Linked DNA regions of Anser cygnoides: region 2 is linked to region 1. Evidence: chromatin contacts called from public Hi-C data. All regions are on one chromosome and are shown on one strand. The core of a region is the stretch at or near the end of the contact, and the rest is flanking DNA. Distances in the headings are between cores, read along the strand shown.

Region 1 (7,241 bases), core at 3,716-6,215:
CATATGGCAATTATGTGTGCCCCCAAGGGGAAAGTCTTTATTTTGTCATTAATTATAATTTTATGTGATTTGCATCATCGCTCCAGGAAGATTATCCTGGCTTGCCTGGCAACCCAGGATATAGGTCAAATCCTAATGGCAGCGTTAGAAGAATGCAGCTCTATACGCTATTGTTAATGACACATATACTCCCACAATGCAATTCATCCTGGTTAAATACAGATGTAAGACTAAGGCTTGTAATCAAGGACTAATCATTGATTGCATTCTGCTTCACAGCTTGTGAAAGGCGTTGTTGTGGATCATTAGACACAGCCCCTTACAGGAGCGTAGGATTATTTATCTATCACCAGTTGCTTTCCTCTCTTTGCTACCAGCCTTGCCGCTATCAAATACAAATGGCTGCGACAATGCAGACCGCGAATGTTATCAAATCACCTTGTTACTGAGACGAAACAACCATGTTCATTTCCTGATGTCCAGGAACAGGTTAATGATTGTTGCTTTTTTTTTTTTTTTTTTTTTTTTCTCCCTAGAAAATAACCTTGGAACAGGTTAGAGAGCCAAATGGCTATATGTTGCAGGGAGGAAGGATCGTGTGTTTTGGCTGCGTGCATGTGAGACTGTTGGCAAGAGAGTTTGTAGCACAGGAAACGGAGTCTTTTTTTTTTTTCTTTAAACTCCCAGGAAGGCTGGGAATCAGAAAAATGATGTAGGCTGGTCAATTCACGAGCTACAGTTCTATTTAGTACCTGGTGGCTCATAATGCCAAGAGCACTTAGCACTTTTCCATGGAATTTAAGTGCATACTTCCTCATGAAGCTTGTATTCCACTGCAGGATAAGAAAGCTAGGCAGATGCTTCCATGTGTTCCTAAAGAGGTGCTTTAAGATTTTAGGTCTGTTTAGTTTTTGTCTCTGGCTTACCACAAGTAATCCAGCTTTATATTACAGTTTTCTTTACTGTGAAATCAGCCTAATTACCTGATTCAAAGCAAAGGTAGAGGCATCTTGACACTGTGTGCTCATATAAAAGATATCAAATAATGCCCTCTACTTGCCTCCCTGCACTGAACTGTTTTGTGGCTTGGTCAAACAGTGTAAGGGCTTTTCACCACATCAAATAAAAAGCCGTAACAATGCAGAACGTTATTCACCAAACAGGAAGAGTTCATTTCTGAGTCAAATTTTCCAGTCACTCATTAGACATGCTTAAAAATCAGCAGCAAATACATGAATGGGTACAAAAGCTAGTTAGAAACACATTGTTTTGAGAAACGTCAGTTCATCAAGTGGTGGCATTTCACAGCAGAGGATGAGTGTTGAAATGAGTTCAGAGATTCTGCAAACCAAAATTAATAAAAGCCATCTTAGGTACTGCTTCTTTTCCATACAAGAGGAAAATAAATGTAGTATTTAGTCTGTGATGGGATCTGAAGTATAACAGAAAGGAAAATAATTTCTTCTAAAAATTGTGCTCTACAGAAAACTGTTTGTTAGTGGTATATCCTGGCTAGCTAAGGAGTGAAGCATATTCGCTGTTGAAAATGGTGATGCTGAAGTTTGTAGCAAACAGGCAGGATAGCTAAAATACAGCTTTCTTAATAGCATTAGAATATGATTGTAGGTTTTGGCTGTTATGATAAAGCAATGTGAACATTTTTTCTTTAACTTTCAGGCCTTGTAACAGATTACCGGGTAAGTACAACATCGATATAATCATTAATGTTACTACTTTTATACACTCATATTTCCAGGGATTTTATTTTCCATTACTTTCATAAACTTCAAAACCTTACCTTTCTTTCCATGATGGATGCAGCTTAGTAAATTTTTAACATTACTCAAGGTGAAACTTTAAACTCTGTTTTTTTTTTTTTGGGGGGGGGGGGGGGGGGGAGAAATGTTTAGAGGCAGGATGAGTCTTGCATAAGTAATATTTTAAGATTTAAGCAGTAGAAGATTTCTTAAAGATGATTTCCTAAAGATCGTTTTTCTTAAAATAGTTAATAATATATACTTCTAAAAGTGTGTGTTTTAACTTTGACAATATAAACATTTTTCTTTTGAAATGGAAAATGGGCCAATCATAATAGATGCTGGCCCCACAACTGTACATAAGCCAATGTATGATACTCATTTTTCCAAAACCTTTGAGGAGAATTTGGGATGCAAAAAGACAATTTGGTTTGCCTTGTGACCTTTCCATTCTGACACCAACCTTCTTTTCCACTTTTCATTTGAAAAATTTGAGTATGAAGAGTCATATCAGAGCATTACCCAAAAATAGACATTTTTGTTATTATTTGGCCCACCTCTAGCTATGGCCTCTAGGATCTGGAAATGTGTTATGCTTAAAATCGCTGCAGCACATACCATTTCTGCAGTATCACTGCAAAGCTGACTTCTAACATGGGTGCTCTGCCTTCTCTCCGGCTTGCAGCACTGGCAGATCCCCCTGGGGAGGAGGTTCCGCTCCCTGAAGCTCTGGTTCGTGCTGAGGATGTACGGGGTCACGGGACTGCAGGAGCACATCCGCAAGGTAACACAGATTTGCTTTCTTGGGTAGTCTGTGGTGGGATGGTAAGGGAAAATGAGCTTTACTTACCCCCATCCATTGCCCACAGCTTCTGCACACATTAGAAAGCAGAGGTGACGGCCTTCAGAAAGCTCGAGTCAATAGGAGTACTGCTTTTTGCCCCATGTCGTGTCATGATTCCATATCATGGCAGGATCTCAGCTGTCATCCATTTTGTATTAACCTTTAGAGAAGACAAGCGTAGGAATTTGGAATTTATACAATGCAGGACTGTAGGCCCCTCTCAAATTAAGCCAGAGTGCATTAGTTTTTAAATTTTTATTATTTATTTTTTCCGGGAGAAAAACCATGAAGCATTCATTATCTCTTTATTTCCCTAATGCAGATGCATTGATGGCATGTTTAGATTATGATTAATGTTGTTGGGCTACATTTATGATACAGTACCTTATTGTCCACCTACCCTTGAAGCGATAATTTCTGCTTTCTCTGTTTCCTGTTTAAAATACACATTTTTTAAAAAACGATGTGTACAATTTACAGTTTGTTAACATTGCTGTGAGTAAGCACTAAGTTTATTCTTAATGTAAAAAAGATGGGTTATTTAATCACTAAAAAACACACCTGGCAGCAGTCTAAATGATATATATATACTTCCTCTGCAGCAGTAAAATCAAATTCAAGCATGCCTTTCCTTTTTATGAAGTTTAGGGAAACTTATAATGAGGGGAGCTCCATGACTTCGCTCTAAATATTTACAAAAATATCCATTAGCTTAGACTCTGGTCTAGTATACCAAACCCTCTGCAGGCATGCATTCCTTTCTGTTGTGGTACTAAACAGATGAAGGCCTAAGAAGGGCTTCTTCTGCCATTGTAAAACAGCTGCATGAATAAATCTCTTCCAGTTTGGAAAGGTTCTGGGGTGGAGGAGGGTACCCTTTTTGCTTCTCATTTTTATCACAATATTTTTTGACCAACTCTACAGGGTTTTAAATTATATTTTTAGTTTTAATAAGGCTCTCAGAAGCAAATTTTGAGAACAACAGCAATCCTGATGCTTTATTATCCTTATGGCAATTTGATAGATGCCCTTCCAATGAAAAAAATGATGCATGGTTTGTTACTGCTTTACTAGACTGCCATTACAGTTTCTAGAGCTTTGCTCTCTCAGGTTAGATTTCTGGAGACGACAGTTATTTCAGAATGATGCCAAGGTTTTAAGTAGGGCTAAATCCCTCACTGGGAAAACAGAGGATTGGAAGCCCCATGTTGATGACACGGCCTTTCTCAGGCAGGTTTCCACAATTCAGTATTCACGTTCAACAAGATGCTTCACAGTTCTCTCATTCCCTGTCTCCCAGACATTTCCCTGGCTGTCCAGCCAAAAAGTGCTTGTCTTCCCATTACCGTAGCTGGTTTTGTATTTTCTATGACAACACAGTTTGGTAAGGCAAAGCAAATCAATCCTTTCCTAAAGATACTGACTCTAAAGTTGGAACCCTCTTATGTTCCCTTATTTGCAAAGATAATTCGGAAAACTAGATTTCCAAGGCCTCCTTGAATTGTGCGTGTGTTTAATAGTTCATTAAAGACTAAAGTGTTCCCTGGTACACAGAGGAAAAAAAGTTATGACCTTACGTTTGCAACTTTGGAAAAATATTAAGGGTAATTAAGTGCAGAATTTGACTCAATGTATAATTACAGAGTCACAGAATCATAAAGGTTGGAAAAGACCTCCAAGATCATCTGGTCCAACCATCCCCCCACCACCACTATCACCCACTAAACCATGTCCCCAAGCACCAGGTCCAACCTTTCCTTAAACACTCCCAGGGGCGGTGACACCACCACCTCCCTGGGCAACCCGTTCCAGTGCCTGACTGATCCACCAAACTGGAACCATTAAGTTAGTTCCTCCTCACCCCCTGCCCGGATTACTCATTAAACTGTACTGATTAAATTCAGTGGGCTTCAAACCTGTTTCAAAACAAACAAACATTTCTACCTCTTTCAGTTCAAAGTTTGTTCTTTTTTTTTTCTTTTTTTTTTTTTCTTTTAGTAGTAACGTTTAGAAAAAAAAAAAAAAAGGTTGTTTATTATGTTGCAACCTTTAAGGTCTGCATCAAAATGACCGGATAACCACCGCAGCTTGGTATTTGCTTGTACTGAGACAGGCATTTAGGAACCAAAATATTCCTAGGAGATGAGAATGAGTGACTTTGATTTAGATATAGTAACTTTTTTGTTTTCCAAACCTTCCAGTTATGCACTTTCTTCCCACACAACATGTAATATTAACCTATTGCAAAGTATAGGTTTTAGAGCAGTGGTAAAGGGGAGGGCGGTCATCTCAGAAGGATGTGGGGAGAGAAAAATACAAATTTTGGAGGTAAGTCCCAAAGCTGTGGAGGAGATGTACAAAGAGGGCAAAAGCAACAACAGTCCTCTGGACTGATTCCAAACAGTCAGTATAAATGTGAAACCCCCAAAGTCCATTTGTAAATGGCACATTTGTAAACTGCTTGGCCATGTATTATTTCTTTGTCCTTTTAAGTCATCTCAAAGAGCTCAGAAGTCATCTGAGAAATTTAGAGGTTAATGCTTTCGTAGGTAATCCCCAGGAACATTCTGAGTCAGTTAAATCCTGTGGAGGTCCAGAAGAAATCAGTGTACCACATTCTCCCTTTCTCACCGACAAAAATGAATTCTATTAACAATTAACAGCTGAGATCAAGAAACTGGAACTGTACAGAACAGCAGTCCCAGAGATAGCACTGCAGCTGGGCAGTGGCATCGTCCGAGTGGCTGTTTAGAGGACACTTTTTGCAGCATCTTCATTCATTCTAGTGAGATGTGAGCTAAAGCAGGCAGAGAGGTGAAATCTGTAGAAGAAAAGTATGAAGTGATCAAGGCTGTGCAAGTATGTGTACTTGCATATACACATTATTGCACTCTGATGCTTCTGAGAAACTCCCTTGTATCAAAAACTGTTTTAGTTCTGGAAGGAGTTGCCCGACTATTCCATTCTCAATTGAAACATTTAAATGCAACAGCCCATATCTGTATATGTGCTTCTATTTTTCTGTATATGCACACATATACATACTTAAATACAGATTTTTTTAAATAAGAACCACATCTTAACACCTCACAAGTGCACTGCTCCCATGAGTAAGACATTTCCCCTAATCCTGAATAATCACATTACTTAGATCCCCTTTTTTGCTTTCTCAATGCAAAAGGGCAATGGTTATTTACCTGAGATAGAGGGACACAAAAATCCCTTGCCGTACCCATGCCCAGAGAGGGGTTACAGCTCTTCCAGTCGAGAGAGGCAGGTGTGACGCTTCACAGAGTTTGAACTTCCAGGGTTAATAACGTTTAACTTTATTGGATTTATTTATGTTTGGTTGCAACAATCTTTGTAAAAGCAATTCAGGATATTAGCTTACGGTTCAAAGGTGCAGGGCCTTGGGTCACTGTGCTAAGCAAAGCTGGGGGGGAGGAAAGCTAAGCAAGTGAAACTTGTTAGTTCCTCCTTTCTCTACTTCTCAGTCCTGCCTGTAAAAATCTAAAACACTTGGTGCCCCCCGGTGGCTTTTCAAATTATTGCTACTTGATAAAGCTTGCTACGAAAAAAATGACTTCCATACAGAATGCTTCCAGCATTTTAATTTGTGTTTTACTGAATACGCTATATTTTTCCTTGCTTTTATTTCTTTCAAATCCTTTAGCGCAAAAAATTGGAAATACTTGGTATAGAAAGTGTACAGCAAGTGTCTGTAGTTTTCTTGTACAAACTACTTGCAGTAAGCCAATCTCAAATTTTTGCTTTATTCAGTTCTCACCCAGGTAAATTTTGATTAACTTCTGTTGGTGATTACATTTGGTTGAACAGTTGTGGAAATCTATTGTCATTGAACGTCTCACTGAAAGTCATTCATCTCACTGAACAGGATTTTTTTTATGGCCTTAACTTCCAAGAGCTGGTGTGTGCATTGTGAAATTTTGCTGAGCTGTGTAAAAGACATAACTTGTTTGATGCTATGGAAATGAGGGCTGGAGGAGGTAGCAGAAGACTGTTACAACCTGCATGTATATTTCACATAAGTTTCCCATGCACTTATGCATACAAAAATATGTATGTATACACATACTTCTGGTCAAATTTCATAGTTTTAAGCCCATGCTATTTATAGTGGCAGAATATTCAAATGCTTTGGAAAGAATTGGGCATTTTATTGTTCTTATTCCTGACTCAAAGAGCTTTCAGTCTAATTTTAGAGGGAGGTAATAAATGAATGTCACAAACAGCAGAGAGGAAGTGGTAACGAGAGGAAGATTGGCTGGTTACAAAGAGTATGCCCAGTAGGAATGTCTCAAATCTATGTACAATTCCATATAAACAATGTTTTCCTATTTTAGGAAATAAACAAACATCAGAAAGCTATGATTAAGATTGCAAAATGTGTTGGTTTTCTTTCTTTTTTTTTTTTTTCTTTTCCTTTTATTTTTTTCCCCTGTAATTTTTGTTCTGCTTTCTTCTTGCCTTTTGGAAGAAGTTCCTGTGAGATGAAATATTTCACATCTAACCTTGGCCCAAAGTGTTTTATATTTGTTGGTATCTTTCCTTGAACTTGTAAGAAAGCAAAGTGGAACAGAAGGAACAGACATGGGGTCTGTTCATTTTAGTAAAATTGT
Region 2 (6,680 bases), core at 3,769-6,268, 160 kb before region 1:
AGAATCCTTGCTAGGGTGAAAGGTTTACAAGCAGCAACACTTACATGTGTAACACACTTTTGTCTTAAATAGCAGCACTTTGGTAGTAGAGTGATGCTGAACTCACTGAAAAGCCTCTTTAAAAACAAGAGGAATATGACATCTTACTGTAGTTGATTTTATACTTTGAGTAACAGAACTCAATTGATGTAATTTCTATTGGTAAATACAATTCTCTCACAGAAAATAGTTCTTTCAGGAACTGTTGGTGGGGTCAATATTGACAAAGAGCTTGGAACACGCAGTAAAATAGGGTTTTGGTAGCTTTGTCAGTGGCAGTCCCTTACCAGTGAGAGTGGCTTGCTTTGGAGGCCAGACTAACTTACAGATAAGGACAAGCTAAAGATTCATTATCAGGACTCACAGACACTAGTAGAAAAAACATATTTTGTGTATAAGCATGTAATTTTCCACTGTGAAGATCTCAAACCATTGCCATTTCCTAATATAAACTTCATTTATTCAGTGGTGGAAATGGAAAGGAACTGAGTGTATATATTAAAAAAGAAGCAAAAAGACAACAGAAGGTAAATGCTTCATTTTTGTGAGCGCTTTTCTAGCTGCAGACAGCTCTAAGAAGTGATTGCTTTCACTGACAATCTTGCGCATTTCTTTCTTTTCTATATTTCAAGACTTTATTTTAGCTGTAAACTATGTAAACTGTCTCTAACAGCCAGAGTGGATTTAGACTCATTAAAAATAGAACAAAGCTTTTAGCATTTCTAAGCCTGTCAGTTGGATTCACTTCTTGCTAGCTGATTAAAAGACAGCAACCATGATGCACTGTATTTCTTTTACCATAATAAATCGCACCCTGGTCCAAAGAGTGCTCACTGGAATATGCTATCCATTTTCCCTGTGCGGAGAACCAGGAGACAGCTAAATTATTGCAGAAGCGGTTAGTTTGTACTAAAAGAGAACTGTTCTAATGAGAGAAACTTAATTTGATGCAGCTTTGCCAAATTATAGGTGCAATGCTGTTGCAAACCCTGGATAATGCCGGTTTTGCCAAGACCAGCCTGTAGAAGTGGAGTCTGCAAAGCCTAGCACGTATGCATGCTGCACAAGTGCATTGCTGAAGCTGTCAGCTAAAGTAGTGTGCTAACTCCAGCCTTACTGGAGAAAAGTCTTTTATGAATAAACTGTGACTGCCAAATGCTGTTGGGAGGTTGCTAATCATGGTCCAGCTCGTGTCACAGCAGATTCTTTTTTTCTGGGGGGCTGAAGAGCCAATTTTCCTGAAAAACAGTATATTTTGGTATGAAACAATACTGCTCTGGTAGCAGTCGTAGTGCAGGTAATGGCAAGACTTGTAACTGGTACTACTCCTTAAAATAAATCTGAAACACCTTCAGAAAATAACTTTCTGGCTCAGCTCTACCAATATGTTGTATAACTGTATCAGCCTGTGTATTAAAGAAAGCTTTTTTCCTTATTGCAGAAGAAACGCTTCACTGATTTGGGGCATGCACACTATGGGTTTAGGTGCTGACAGGCTCCAAAGCCCCAGTTTTTGCTGACTTGAAGAACTTTCTGGGCAGTGGGTTATTAAAACCCAGAAGGGGGTCGGGAGAGAAGTTCTTCCAAGGACAGATTGGCAAGCCTTTCTGCCTTCCCGTGTATCATGGGATGTAATATAATTCCTCTGATCACAACTTCATTTAACAAATTCCCTGCCGCTGCAGAGACACAGACCATGGACGCAGGTCTATCCGTCTGTCAGCCTCTCGTTTTCTTTCTTTCCTGTCTAATTCCTGGCGTGCGGCGTTTCTTGTAGCTTTTGCACTTGCGTACGACAAGCTGTGAAGTCTGGTGAGGCTGTATGAACGCGAGAGCAGCGGTAGCTCTGTGCACGCTGTCAGCTTCTTGCATGCTTTCCGTGATTTGCAGCGTCTACGCGTGGAGGTGCCGCGGTGTGTCAGGTGGAGCACGGGAAGGAACGTGCTGCTAGCTTTGCTACTCGGATCATCTAAAACCGGGCTTCTGTGTTGCTGGTCCTCTATCGTTATCACTGTCAGTCTTAAGAGAGGTCTTGTAAAGTCAGAAGAATGCCAGCAGTTAGTGGTTTTGCTACTTCAGGAGAGAGCCTGACTTCTGACAGAGCTAAGTGGCTTTATTTTAAGCCCTTGTTTGTACAAGCTCTCTTAGCAATGGGAATGTTAAAATTTTAGGTTCACAGTTACTCTGTTGGCTCACTGAGTCTTTCGCTTGGCTCTTACCTAGCCAAATGACTATAGTTAAGAGACAGGAAACCTACTTACAGCTCTTTAATTATGTAATATGTGGGTTGTCTGTGCTTTAAAGTTTTTTTGCCTGGTGTGCAAAGCTTTTTTATTTTTTTCTTTATTTCTGTTGCATGTTAAGCACTGACCCAGAGAAGATGTGTTTTGAGCTCTAGGAAGAGACAGCAGACAATATGTTTGAGTAAACTCGAATCGCTTGCAAAGCAGTGACTTTGGACAAACCTGAGAGCAGCCTTGCTCTTCCCTCAGCACTGTACCTGTGACAAATTTCCTCAGGCCCTGGCGTGTCAGTGGTAAGGCAGGCTGAAAATACGTTGTACCAAACAGCTATCTGCCTGGGGACTGTGTTGCTGTATTTAGCTGTGAAGAAGCCCAGTGACTTGCAGCTTTTAAGAAAGGAGCATCATGTGCATTACCAGTTAATCTCAGCTGCGGGGTCTAGGTTAGAGCTTTGTGGGGTTAGGGCTAGCTCTGTCAGGTGGATTTCTTCCTGTAATAGTGTGCATGCATGCTTTCAGAGGGCTAAGAGTAAAGCCGAGTGACAGAACAGAAACTGTGGCGGCAGATACCAGGGAACTATGCATAGGTGACTACTGGGTTCTTACCATAATTGACTCTGTACTCCCCTCTGTACATCTAATGCTTTGCATAGACTGAAGCTGCAAAACCATGACATAAAAAAAGAAGCATAGCTTAGAAAAAGTGCAAAGCTACTTCACTTTCATGGAAATAGTGTTTTATATGGGAAGTGAAGAATTACCAGAAGCAGTCCTCAGAAGAAATGCTGCTTTATCTGTTTATTGCCTAATGAAACTACAGAAGCATGTTATGAATGGCAGTAGTGGGACAGATAAAGAAGTGTTCATCTACCTTTGTGTCCTTTGGCTAGGAGGAACAAGTTGCAGATATGAAGAGTGTGTAATTTCTACAAGTCTCCCCTTCCTGCTTCTGGGCTCTCTGAGCCAGGAGCTGTGTCTGTGCTTTAGCAGCCCTTGGTAGACTCTTCCTGAGTGAATTTTAATAATTGCTTTTGCTTGAAAACTTCACAGTAGTCTCCTCTGTCTGTGCTAGCAGAAAGTAATTAATCGTGCTTTGCACAAGTTGCCTGAACAGAGTAAAGCTAAGGTGGCTCAAGTAATGACCTGGCTAATCTTCTGTTTACGCTCAGCTAGTTCCAAAACATCTACTTTGGTGTGATAAAGTCGCATCGCCAGGTAGGCAGCGAACTACTGTCGCTGTAGGAGTGCTTGTGTGCAAACTGAGCCCTATCTGTGTTGACAGTCTCTTGAACCGCGTTGGGACCCGTCAGCATGTCTGACTTGACTTTGTTGTGCTGGACGGTGTACAAACATCAGAAGTATGTCATGATCTTAATTTGTCGCTGTGGGATTGCTGGCATGGGCATGCGTGACTCTTGCTCAATTGAACCTTTTGTTCAGGGGCATGGCTGTGTGGGTTTGCAGACAGCTACAGTAAATCCAAAACCGGGGACTGTCGTCTTGGTGGTCTGGACATCCACGGTCTGGACATAGTCCCAGGAGCTTCCGAGAAGCTGTGTTACCGCTGGTGTAGCCTTCCTTAATTTCTTGAACTTCCAGCTACTGCTTAAGTTTAAAAAAAAAAAAAAAAAAAAAAAAAAGTCGAAGTCTTCAGGAGAGGGGGATTTCCGGACTTCTAGAGAAAGCTACTCTAAGCTAAATTCAGGTCCCTTTTTTGCAAAGAAGGGGGAGAAGGGAAGTGTGGATGATACTTTATTATTTGTACTTTGGATCTGCTTCCTCCTATCTAAGCCCTATTTACCAGTAAAATTAGCCTGAATGATGAGATAACCTTTACTGGAGGAACCCAGGATGAGAGGAGCAGCAATATACTGGTCAGCCAAAAAACGTCTCGTACTGATAAATGCTATCCCAAGCAAACACGGAGCTAAGCTGCAGGCAGGAACGGTATCACTTGGAGCCAAGGCAGTGATTAGAGAGCACTTGTGCAGACAGCAGTTACTGTAGTATACAGTTGACCTGTTCTCTGATTTAAATACCAGATTTAGTGTTTTCTTTGATAAACTGAAACACTTATCATGCTAGCTTAAATTGCAGCAAACATTATGTCAAAGTTGAAGGAGTGTACCTTGAAAGGCTTGGTTATAGATTGAAAAATTAATCCAGATTGTCTGGGTTACTGATACACAGAGATAATGCTCTCTATGAATGGACTTTGGCTCTTGGTATGATGCAGCCATGGAGCATTTTGCATCAGAAAATATAGACTTGCAAAAGGACACTGAAATCTAACCTGTAATGCCAGTGTGTTTGGCTGTATAAAATGCTAACTGCTTTAAGAGACTCTATAAAAATAAACCTTGCTTCAGATCATTCTAACACTCTTGCTAGTCACTTGATTAAATCATCCTTGGTTACAGATGCTGACTGATAGAGAAAATAGTACATGCAAACAACTTAGTGAGGGCTAATGCCTCAACAGGCTTCTAAAAATACTGTAATAGCTGGATGGTACAGTAAGCTAAGTAACGTGCTGTGATTTCATATTGAGTGTGTTTATTGGAAGAGAAGAGGGACCTGGGGATTAAACCGTGGAGAAAACACATGACTTATTGGGAGCCCTGTTTCAGCAAGGGGCACGGTGATGGGCCAAAGCAGGTGCCCACTTTGCTGAGGGCCCCGACCTTGTGCTCGACAATAAGGCCGAGCCGGGGCTGCGCCTCGGCAGCTTGGCACGGAGCAATTATATAACTTCTTTTTTTTTTTTTTTTCCCTTTAACCTTGTTCCTGTGTCTATCTGATTGCTGCTGCAGCTGGCGAGGTGCCATTGTTTGTCTTTGAACAACTGACATAAATAGATTCTGGAGGGTCATGTGAAACTACCGTGAGCTCTTTAACATCGCGCCGTGCTTACCTTTCCTCGGCTGCCCGCATTGCTGTAGCAGGTGTGGTTTTGTTTATGCAGGCCTGCCGCTGTACTTTAGCAACGGGGCTGTGCTGGCCCTTAGCGCCCCGAGGAAACCTTTTGCTCCACGCTTGGCTCGAGTTGCAGGCAAGCTCTGCAGACGTGAGCAGGGCTTTGCACCTTCTCAGACAGGCAGGGGTGTCGCGTCCCAGGTTTAGCAACTGGAGCTGCTGCCTCTGAAAAGGTTGCTGCAGGATATCGTGACGTTGGCTTGAGCGTTGTGAATAAGGCCTGTGCTTCTCACTTCTTGTGGTGCAGCTGTAAGGTTACACCGGAGAGGGTGTATGCTATTCCTGTGAGTTACTGGCAATTGCTAGTTAAAAATCTGTTTTAATTGAAGAGTTGGAGGTTTGCAGCCAGCTGTAAGCCTCCGTCTCTGAAATAAGGTCTTGCCAGTTAACAGTTTGTGTGTGGTGCTGTGAGAAACCCCAAAGATGCATCTCAGCCACATCTCGCCTCCATTACTCCGTCAGGGTAGGAACTTCCCCTTCCAGTAGGGACTTTTATGTGTTGGGACAGCTGTAAACACATTAGGTGTGCAACAAATAGCTTACAACTGCTCTTCTTGTTCAACCTTTACTTCTCTTGGGTTGACCTGTTGCTCTTCTTAGCCATTGGGTAATACACAACTGCATCCGTGCATTAGACATCTGCACTTGTTTTTGGGAGGGGGATCTAAGGGTGCTCAACTGCATCGGCATCTGCAGGATTATAGTGACCTGACAAACATCCGAGATGGTGAGTTTCACAGGAAAAGTGCACAAAGAAAAACTGCGTTGAGAGGATGTTCTGCTTTATTCTTAGTGCCTGGGATGTTCAGCTTTCAGCCTTTGTACCAGGTTTGAAATACCTGAGGAGGCTCTGAAGGGATAAGGTAGCCAACACAGAGTCAGAAGGCTTAGTGGTCTCCATTGTATCTGGGGTAGGTAGACAGATATCACGTGTATCGTATCATGACTTGTTAGTGTTAGGTCAGAGGTTGGACTAGGTGATCTTGGAGGTCTCTTCCAACCTAGATGATTCTGTGATTCTGTGATATACTACCTGGAGAAGCTAGAGATGTGGGCACAGGTGAACCGAATGAGGTTCAACAAGTCCAAGAGCAAAGTTCTGCATCTGTGTCGGGGCAGTCCTACACATGAGCACAGACTGGGAGAACTCACTGAGAGCAGCCCTGCAGAGAAGGACTTGGGGGTTCTGGTGGACAAAAAGCTCGACATGAGCCAGCAGTGTGTGCTTGCAGCCCAGAAGGCCAACTGCGTCCTGGGCTGCATCAACAGAGTGGTGGGCAGCAGGTGGAGGGAGGGGACTGTCACCCTCTGCTCTGCCCTTATGAGGCCCCACCTGGAGTGCTGCATCCAGGTCTGGGACCCCCAGCACAAGAAGGATGTGGGGCTGTTAGAGCAGATCCAGGGGAGGGCCACCAGGAGATCA

Evidence for each region. Hi-C and Micro-C count contacts between places; a contact is called where the count stands out from the background.
Region 2: a contact with region 1 is called in a Hi-C map of liver, with 16 times the contacts expected there. The contact joins two enhancer-like sites. A contact is called at or near these places in 2 of 7 Hi-C or Micro-C datasets (both in liver).

Annotation. Positions count from the first base shown.
Region 1 is chr2:89,888,590-89,895,830 of Taihu_goose_T2T_genome, reverse strand. It overlaps DDC (dopa decarboxylase), which reads left to right. Exons shown (of 14, transcript XM_066992604.1): 11 at 1,678-1,697; 12 at 2,443-2,541. Among named protein-coding and RNA genes, the nearest start is that of FIGNL1, 13 kb to the right of the region's middle. Within about 2 kb of position 4,965, at least 3 of the 3 cell types and tissues checked have open chromatin away from gene starts, as enhancers often do. A contact at or near this core is called in liver, where this site is marked.
Region 2 is chr2:90,049,374-90,056,053 of Taihu_goose_T2T_genome, reverse strand. The region is part of intron 1 of GRB10 (growth factor receptor bound protein 10); the gene reads left to right. Among named protein-coding and RNA genes, the nearest start is that of GRB10, 57 kb to the left of the region's middle. Within about 2 kb of position 5,018, at least 3 of the 3 cell types and tissues checked have open chromatin away from gene starts, as enhancers often do. A contact at or near this core is called in liver, where this site is marked.